2 separate regions of the Cricetulus griseus genome follow, and region 2 is linked to region 1. The links are chromatin contacts, called in public Hi-C maps. All regions are on one chromosome and are shown on one strand. The core of a region is the stretch at or near the end of the contact, and the rest is flanking DNA. Distances in the headings are between cores, read along the strand shown.

The links. Hi-C and Micro-C count contacts between places; a contact is called where the count stands out from the background.
Region 2: a Hi-C map of liver shows a contact between it and region 1, with 5 times the contacts expected there. The contact joins two enhancer-like sites. A contact is called at or near these places in 5 of 8 Hi-C or Micro-C datasets (the CHL-YN cell line, the CHO-K1 cell line, fibroblasts and 1 more).

What each region holds. Positions count from the first base shown.
Region 1 is chr2:151,648,999-151,652,667 of CriGri-PICRH-1.0, forward strand. No RefSeq gene overlaps it. Among named protein-coding and RNA genes, the nearest start is that of Chd7, 440 kb to the right of the region's middle. Within about 2 kb of position 1,788, at least 3 of the 6 cell types and tissues checked have open chromatin away from gene starts, as enhancers often do.
Region 2 is chr2:152,105,087-152,108,755 of CriGri-PICRH-1.0, forward strand. No RefSeq gene overlaps it. Among named protein-coding and RNA genes, the nearest start is that of Chd7, 20 kb to the left of the region's middle. Within about 2 kb of position 1,610, at least 4 of the 6 cell types and tissues checked have open chromatin away from gene starts, as enhancers often do.

The DNA of each region.
Region 1 (3,669 bases), core at 538-3,037:
ATCCTCTTACTGAACAAATATCTACCCAAGGCAGTAGACAACAATGTGTCTATAATGCTTTCTTCTTTTTTCACAATTTGATGTTATTTTTTATGTCTGAAAATGTATATGGTTTGGGAATCTTGCATCTTCTGGACTATAAGAAACTGATATTCTACCTTTTACTCTTTCTCATAAATGCTTAAAAGATGAAGAATACAATTGTGACTTTTTCTTGAATACACTTGTTTCAAATGTAGTTTAAAAGTTCAACAGAAAATGTTTTATACTGGGGAAGGAAGACATATGCCACCACTCCTGGAAAAATACACCATTTGTTTTAAAGATAAAATTAAATATGCCTGGAAACATATTTTAACTTATCACTTGGAAATTGCATCCTCTACAAGCCTGGCCTGGCATGTGATATCTTAAAAGGGTCAAGGTGCTTGGCCATACATGGTCTCCTTGCCCCCCTCCCCTTCCCAACTCCCGCTGCCTAAAATGCTTGGGGCTGACAATCCAGGTTCTTTCCCTCGATGAGGTTTCAATTCAGGCAGGAATCAAATGTGTCTTCTGTCTTAGGAGTTCTTTCTGTCAGGTATGAAAAATGGGCAGAGTGAGAAAGGACCTGAGGACACAGAAGTCAGGTATCAAGCCACTTAAGCCCCATGACCGCACCTGTCTTCGAAGCCTACTGGTCGGGGTATGCTTCGCACAGCAGTTCTGTGTGTGCTAAGTGGTACAAGATTGTTTTTTCATTCCTTCCCAAGAGTACTGACAGAGCATTTTTTAAAACATACTTTTTAAATATGTCTCTTACACTCAATCTTCTACTACAAAAAATTAAAGTCTTATCTAATCCTTTAAAAATCTCTTATGCTATTGATTTTAAAAAATGCCTTCTTCTATTGGGCAAGTTGAGTGTCTGGGAGGTAATCTGAATGTACATCCTGATTCAACAGGACTACTGGAGCTAATGACGTTAAACCGTGTGTGTCCTTTGACATCTAAGGTGTGATTTTTATTCTATGAAAATCACATCTACTTGAGTCAATGACTGCATGGCATTCCCTAGAGTTTTCCATCCTTCCTGCCCAAAGCCAAAGAGATGTGTACACTGCCTGTGCACCTTTGAAGTCCATCAGTTTAAATCTGTCGGAAGGACTGTTTAACCCTCTTTTCAGCTCAGAGGCTTTGATGTTGGCCAAATAACAGATCCAGTCTGACTTTTTTCTGTGGACCAGGTTTCTCCCTTATGCTGCCTGCAGCCTGGGTTTTTATTATCTACACTAAGAAGTCTCCAAAAAACAAAGCATTTTTCAGGATGAGTTTGTTTTTCAAGAACAATAAGCTAATTTTACTGACGTTCATGCCTTCTGACACCCCAGTGTCCAGTATACTGTTAATGAAAAGTGAGAAGTGGACAAAAGTATCAGATTTTGATATATGTCAATTGTCTATTGTGTCCTGGCCCTGGATATAAATAGCCTGAAGACTTTGTAGTTGGTGCAGATGAGCGATGACATAAGGAGACCTCCTCTCCACCCACAACCCCACCCAGCAGCAAGAATAGACCCCTGATGTTTGCATTCTTTAAGCCAGCCCTTGCCTAAAGTTCACCCCTTCCTGCAATTCGGCTCAACTGTGTAGCACATGTCGACCCTGCGGTAATGAATCGGCAGAAGCCTAATTCTCATGATGATTAATGGGGCTTCTCAGATGCAGCCCATTATTTCATCCAAAGTTAAAAGAGTGATTCATCATTAATCACTGTAAGAAATGGGCTCCGTGACTCATAATTCTGGGCCAGCCCATTTCCTTAAGGGTCCTTCTTGCCTTTTGTTATTCCAGAAGTAGCACAGTCCACAGCCTCACGCTGCCTGCTCTCAGACATGCTCATTTGCTGATTAATTTTCTTTAGAAGTCATATACCTCAAGGATACTTACTGAAACTGAAAGCCCTCTGAAGAATCCTTCTGTTTTCAGATACCAGGATCCAACTGGCCTCAGTTCATCTGAGTTAAAACAAACATATACACTCAGAGACTGACAAATCCATTCCAAGTCTGTAGTCCTCCTTGGTGTGTTGTGGCCCCATTATACTACAGCATTTGGAGGTGGGCCACTGAAACAGACTCCAGCCCCTTACTTGCCTCTGCACTCTCATTCCTCGTCCCAATTGGTCCACCACAAGAATCCAGGGAAACCAAGCATTGATGTAGTCAATGTCATTTCAGGCCCCTGAACAAAATGGTGTCACCACTTTTTATGTGGAACTTTACACAGCATGACTGGCCAGCATGTTCTCTGATGCTGCCTGAAGAAGTTACTTTTCTTATTTGCGATGGCCAAATACTTGACAAGAGTCAACTTAAGGGAGGAAGAGTGAGGACTCAAGGTTTGAGGGGACATTGTCATTATAGTGGGAAAGTCATGGAGGCAAGGAGGGTATGGTTGGTGACTGAGAAGTAGAGAGCAGCTGAGAGATGGTTCAGAGATTAAGAGTACCGGCTGTTCTTCCAGAGGTCCTGAGTTCAATTCCCAGTAGCTACATGGTGGCTTACAACCATCTGTGATGAGATCTGATGCCCTCTTCTGGCATGCAGGTATGAGTGCAGAGAGAATACTGTATACATAATATGTAAATAGGGGCTGGAGAGATGGCTCAGAGGTTAAGAGCACTGACTGCTCTTCCAGAGGTCTTCAGTTCAATCCCCAGCACCCACATGGTGACTTACAACCATCTGTGATGAGATCTGGTGCCCTCTTCTGGCCTGGAGGCATACATGCAGACCAAACACTGTATACATAATAAATAAATAAATCTTTAATAAATAAATGAATACACCTTTTAAAAAAAGAAGTGTAGAGCAGACAGGAAGTGATGCTGGACTATGAGATGTCAAGACCTGATCCCAGTTCCATACTTCCTTCAGGAAAGCTCTACCTCCTAAAAGTTCCAGAAACCTTCTTAAACAATGGCATCAACTAGGGATGAGGTGTTCAAACACATGAGCTTGTTAATACTCTGGCCTCTCCAGAATTGGAAGAAAAAACACTTTTGCCAGCATAAGGGGATGAAAGTCTTGTATGGTGGTTTGAATAAGAGTAGCCCCATAGGTTCATATATTTGAGTCAACAGGAATGGTGCTATTTGAAAGGATTAAAAGGATGAGGAGGTGTGGCCTTGTTGGAGGAAGTGTGTCATTGGGGTGAGCTTTGAGGTTGCAAAGGCCCATGCCATGCCCAGAGGCTTCCTGTCTCTACCTCTGGATCAGGATGTCACCCTCAGTTACTGCTCCAGCACCTGCCTGCATGAATCCATGCTCGCCACCATGATGATAAGGAACTAAACCTCTGAAACTTCAAAGAAACCATCCAATTAAATGCTTTCTTTCATAAGAATTGTCTTGACCATGGTGTCTCTTCATAGCACCAGAACAGTGTCTAACATAAATTTCCTATGCTGCACCTCCACCCTGCACTGCCTCTTGAGGCAGCAGGAACACCATGCAGAAGCTCTTTTGGCAGCAGGGGTACCACATAGAAGAGCTAACAGCTTCATTGCAGGCACTCCATCTTTTCATCTTCTTTTCTTCCACCAGAGTCCTTTCTCCTTTCATGATTCTTTACTCTTTCACGCTCCCCTTTTTATGTCTCCTATTTTACCCCTTAAGAATCTCAAAG
Region 2 (3,669 bases), core at 360-2,859, 460 kb after region 1:
CCCTCCCTCCCTCTCTCCCTCCCTTCCTCCCTCTCCTTCCCTGTACTTTCCAATGCTGGGAATCAACCCCAGAGCCTTGCACAGTCTAGGCAAGCGCTCTGCCTCTGTGCTATACATACTTGATTGGCAAGTACTTGATTAAAGGTGTATTTGTATCAGCATCACCACAACACATGACCAATACATTGTGCTATGACTTTAGGGTGGCTATTGCATCAGAGGTGACAGGGTACGCTCAGCTCCATTCTGATCTTCTGAGACCATGTGCATATGTACTGTTTGCTGATGGCTGGATTGTCACGCCACACATGCCTGCACTTAGAGCTGAACTGGTGCGACTGCTGGGGTTTGCTTTAAAATAGCCCAGTGTGGTTGTGGAATCAGGTTGGTGGGGCACAGATGAGAGAGAGGCCACATACATGGATGTTAGCTGGGCTTATAACACCTAGGGAGGGTGTCAACATTGCACATTCCTTTCTGATTCTGTGTGTTTTCTTTCATTATAAAAAGTGAGTGAGGCCATTCACTTTCACATGTGAAAGTCAAGCACATTCCTGTGAAAGTAAATGTGTAGAGATAGTGCAGACATGCATCCCGAGAAAGGCTCATGCTGACACTAAACTCCAAAGCTGATGGACCCCAGTCTTCTGGAAGCAGGGGGGGGGGGGGGAAGACACGATGCTCTCCTGACAAAACACTGATGTGCTGGGTTCAATTCTAGCTGTAGCCTACTGGCTTTGCCTCCTTGAGCTCATCTCTTACCTCCAAACACCTCCAACGCCCAGTGTCCTTACTTACCTGTGAAGCAGAGACAGTAATTGCATTATCCATATAGAAGTTGCTGTGCTAAATGAAGCCATGCACAAAAATCACCACTGTCTGCCCCAACCAAATCAAGTGTTCAATGGCAGTGTGGATGTTTTATTTCTGAACAGAATGGTCACAAGAAACGAGGACAGGACTAGGGTGTGTAGTGTGACAGAAGGCAAGAGAGAACAGATGCAAGTGGCAATGGTGCCACCATGGAATCAAGGAATCTGATGCCTTCATCAGTTTAGGTCATCTGGAGGTCAATGATGACATCATTGTGTTCGACTCATGAAGACGTGTAGAATGCAACCAGACGACAGAGAACCGAAGCTAGAAACACTAGTGGCAACGAGAACAGTGGAAGCCGTGTGCTTCCTTATTAGGCGACGTAAGGAACCAGGCAGCTATTGGTAGAAGGTTGAGGGGCAGGACCTCCTCTCCTTAGCCAGGGTGTGTGTGTAGGGGGGGGGGGCTGGTCCTGCAGCAGGCTCTGGAAAATCCTGGAAATTGATTGACAGTGCAAGAAGCTTGACAAATAAAACTGAGGAAGGAATCTGGATTCCTGAGGTCTGGGTGCAAGGGTGTTTGAGCACAGCTCTGGCTGTAACATGATGGACAGAGCAGGCCCTGAGGAGAACGGGGTGGGGTTCCCTTAGTGTCAGACGGGCAAGCAGGTGGCGGTCTCTCCTCTGTCCTGCTGAGGAGAATGTTCTGTGGCCTTTGAAGTCACCTTCTTTTATGTGACAGGAAAAGTGTGAATTAATCTGCTCCCTGTGGGCCGTGGTGGAATAGAGCCCCCCAGCTGCTGGAGGTGGAACTGCAGATGTCTGATTTTAGAGCTGGAAGGAGCCCTGCCCCCAGGCCGAGGGGAAGGAGACACAGTGCAAAGCGAAGAGGCCGTGATGAAGTGTTAGAATGGGAAGCGTTTTTTTGTAATCACTGCTCTCTTCTCTCTGCTCATCTTTATTTCCATTCAGCCTCACGCCATGTCTGAGTCTCATCCTAATGTTAAGGTCAAACTGCTGGTTAAGACAGGGAAACCTGTATCTGGGAAGGTATTCATTTGCTCTGTGTTAAAGTATACTCCAGATCTCATGGCCTTCTGATAAGGTTAAGAGTTGGGAAGAATACACTGACATCTACATGTGTCTAAATTATTCTCTCTGTTTCTCTGCCTGCTCCTTAACCCTCCCTTACCCCTGAAAATGCAACAAATGGCCTTATGTACAGGCGCATGCCTTTAATCCCAGCACTTGGAAGGCAGAGGCAGGCGGATCTCTGTGAGTTCGAGGCCAGCCTGGTCTCCAGAGCAAGTGCCAGGATAGGCTCCAAAGCTATACAGAGAAACCCTGTCTTGAAAAACCAAAACCAAAACCAAAAACAGAAAGAGAACCCTCTAAATTGCAGCCCCAACTCTTTTTACTTAAAATTTTGAGACAATGTCTCACTAAGTTGCCAAGGCAGGTCTTGAATTTTGCTTTCTACTATGGTAGCTTCCCAAGTAGCACAGATTACAAATCTACACCAGCTTTGGATCTCTTTTAAATCAAAATCATGGCTTACCTATGCTTTTTTCCCTAAATATTCATGCCCTTCCCCTGGATAGAAGGCTGGCTGGGGACACAAGGACCATATCATATGTCTCAGTCTCTCTCATAACTAGTTTGATATAAGTAGGAATGAAGGAATGTGAGAAGAAAATAGTGATTCTAAGTTTCTGGGGCGGGCGGGGGGAGCTTTCTAGAAAGACAGTGTATACCTTGTTCTACCCTGCTATTTAGAATTTGAGTCTAGCCTTCATCTGGGCTACAAGGACAATAGCCCAAACGTGAGATGAGACAGTGAAGCTGAAATTAAGAAATGGCACAGAGACACATTTGAGTGGCACCCTCTAGCCTTGAATTTGTTATAGGACGAGGATAGAATATTTTTGCAAAAGCCTTGTGACCTGTACCTATTGTCCCAGCTGTTTGGGAGGCTGAGGCAGGAGGATCACTTGAGCACAAAAGCTGGAGACTAGTCTGGGTAACAGAGTGAGAACTATTTCATAAGCAAAACCAACACTAACAAAACTTCTTTCTTTTCTTTTCTTTTCTTTTCTTTTCTTTTCTTTTTTTCACACAGTATTTCTCTGAGTTGCCCTAGTTGTCTTGGAACTCAAGTCTGTAGGCCAGGCTGGCCTCAAACTAAAGGTGTATACCACCACCCCTGCCTCAAAAAGCTCTATTTTTATGCTACGATTACTTCAGGATTGCAGCCAAACCTTACTTATTAAGTATGAAATTAACAACTTATTGGGGAACATAAAAAAGTGGTGATATTAGCAAGATAATAATAATAATAAACTCAAAGAACCAATATTTAGCTAAATTATCATCAATTAGACAAAACCTATAAAAAATCTCTACTTTTTCAGAAAAATAGACCTAGCTGGCCAAGAACTCACTATTTAAGCCAGGATGACCTGGAATTTGCAGAGACCCATCAGCTTCTGCTTCCCAAGTGCTGGGATTACAGACATGTGCCATTCAAACTGCCCATCCCTAACTCAGGAGCTATATCCAGTTGATAGACCTGTAAGGAAAAATTACTCCTTCCCAATGGAGTCTCACTAGGTGTACTGCCCAGCAATAGATGGCCAACACAAAATGAACTCAATGGTGTTTTTGTAAGTTTCTTGTCCCATAATGCTTTGTTTGAGCATACATTTTATTCTTTCTTTCTTTCCTCCTTTTGCACACATGTTGTGGTTTCCATTACATTTTAATGGGATTTCTGTGTGTGCAAATCTGTGTCCCTGCATCTACATGCGATTCTTCTGCTTTTTATCTGGCTCTTCTGTTTGTTTGTTTGTTTTGT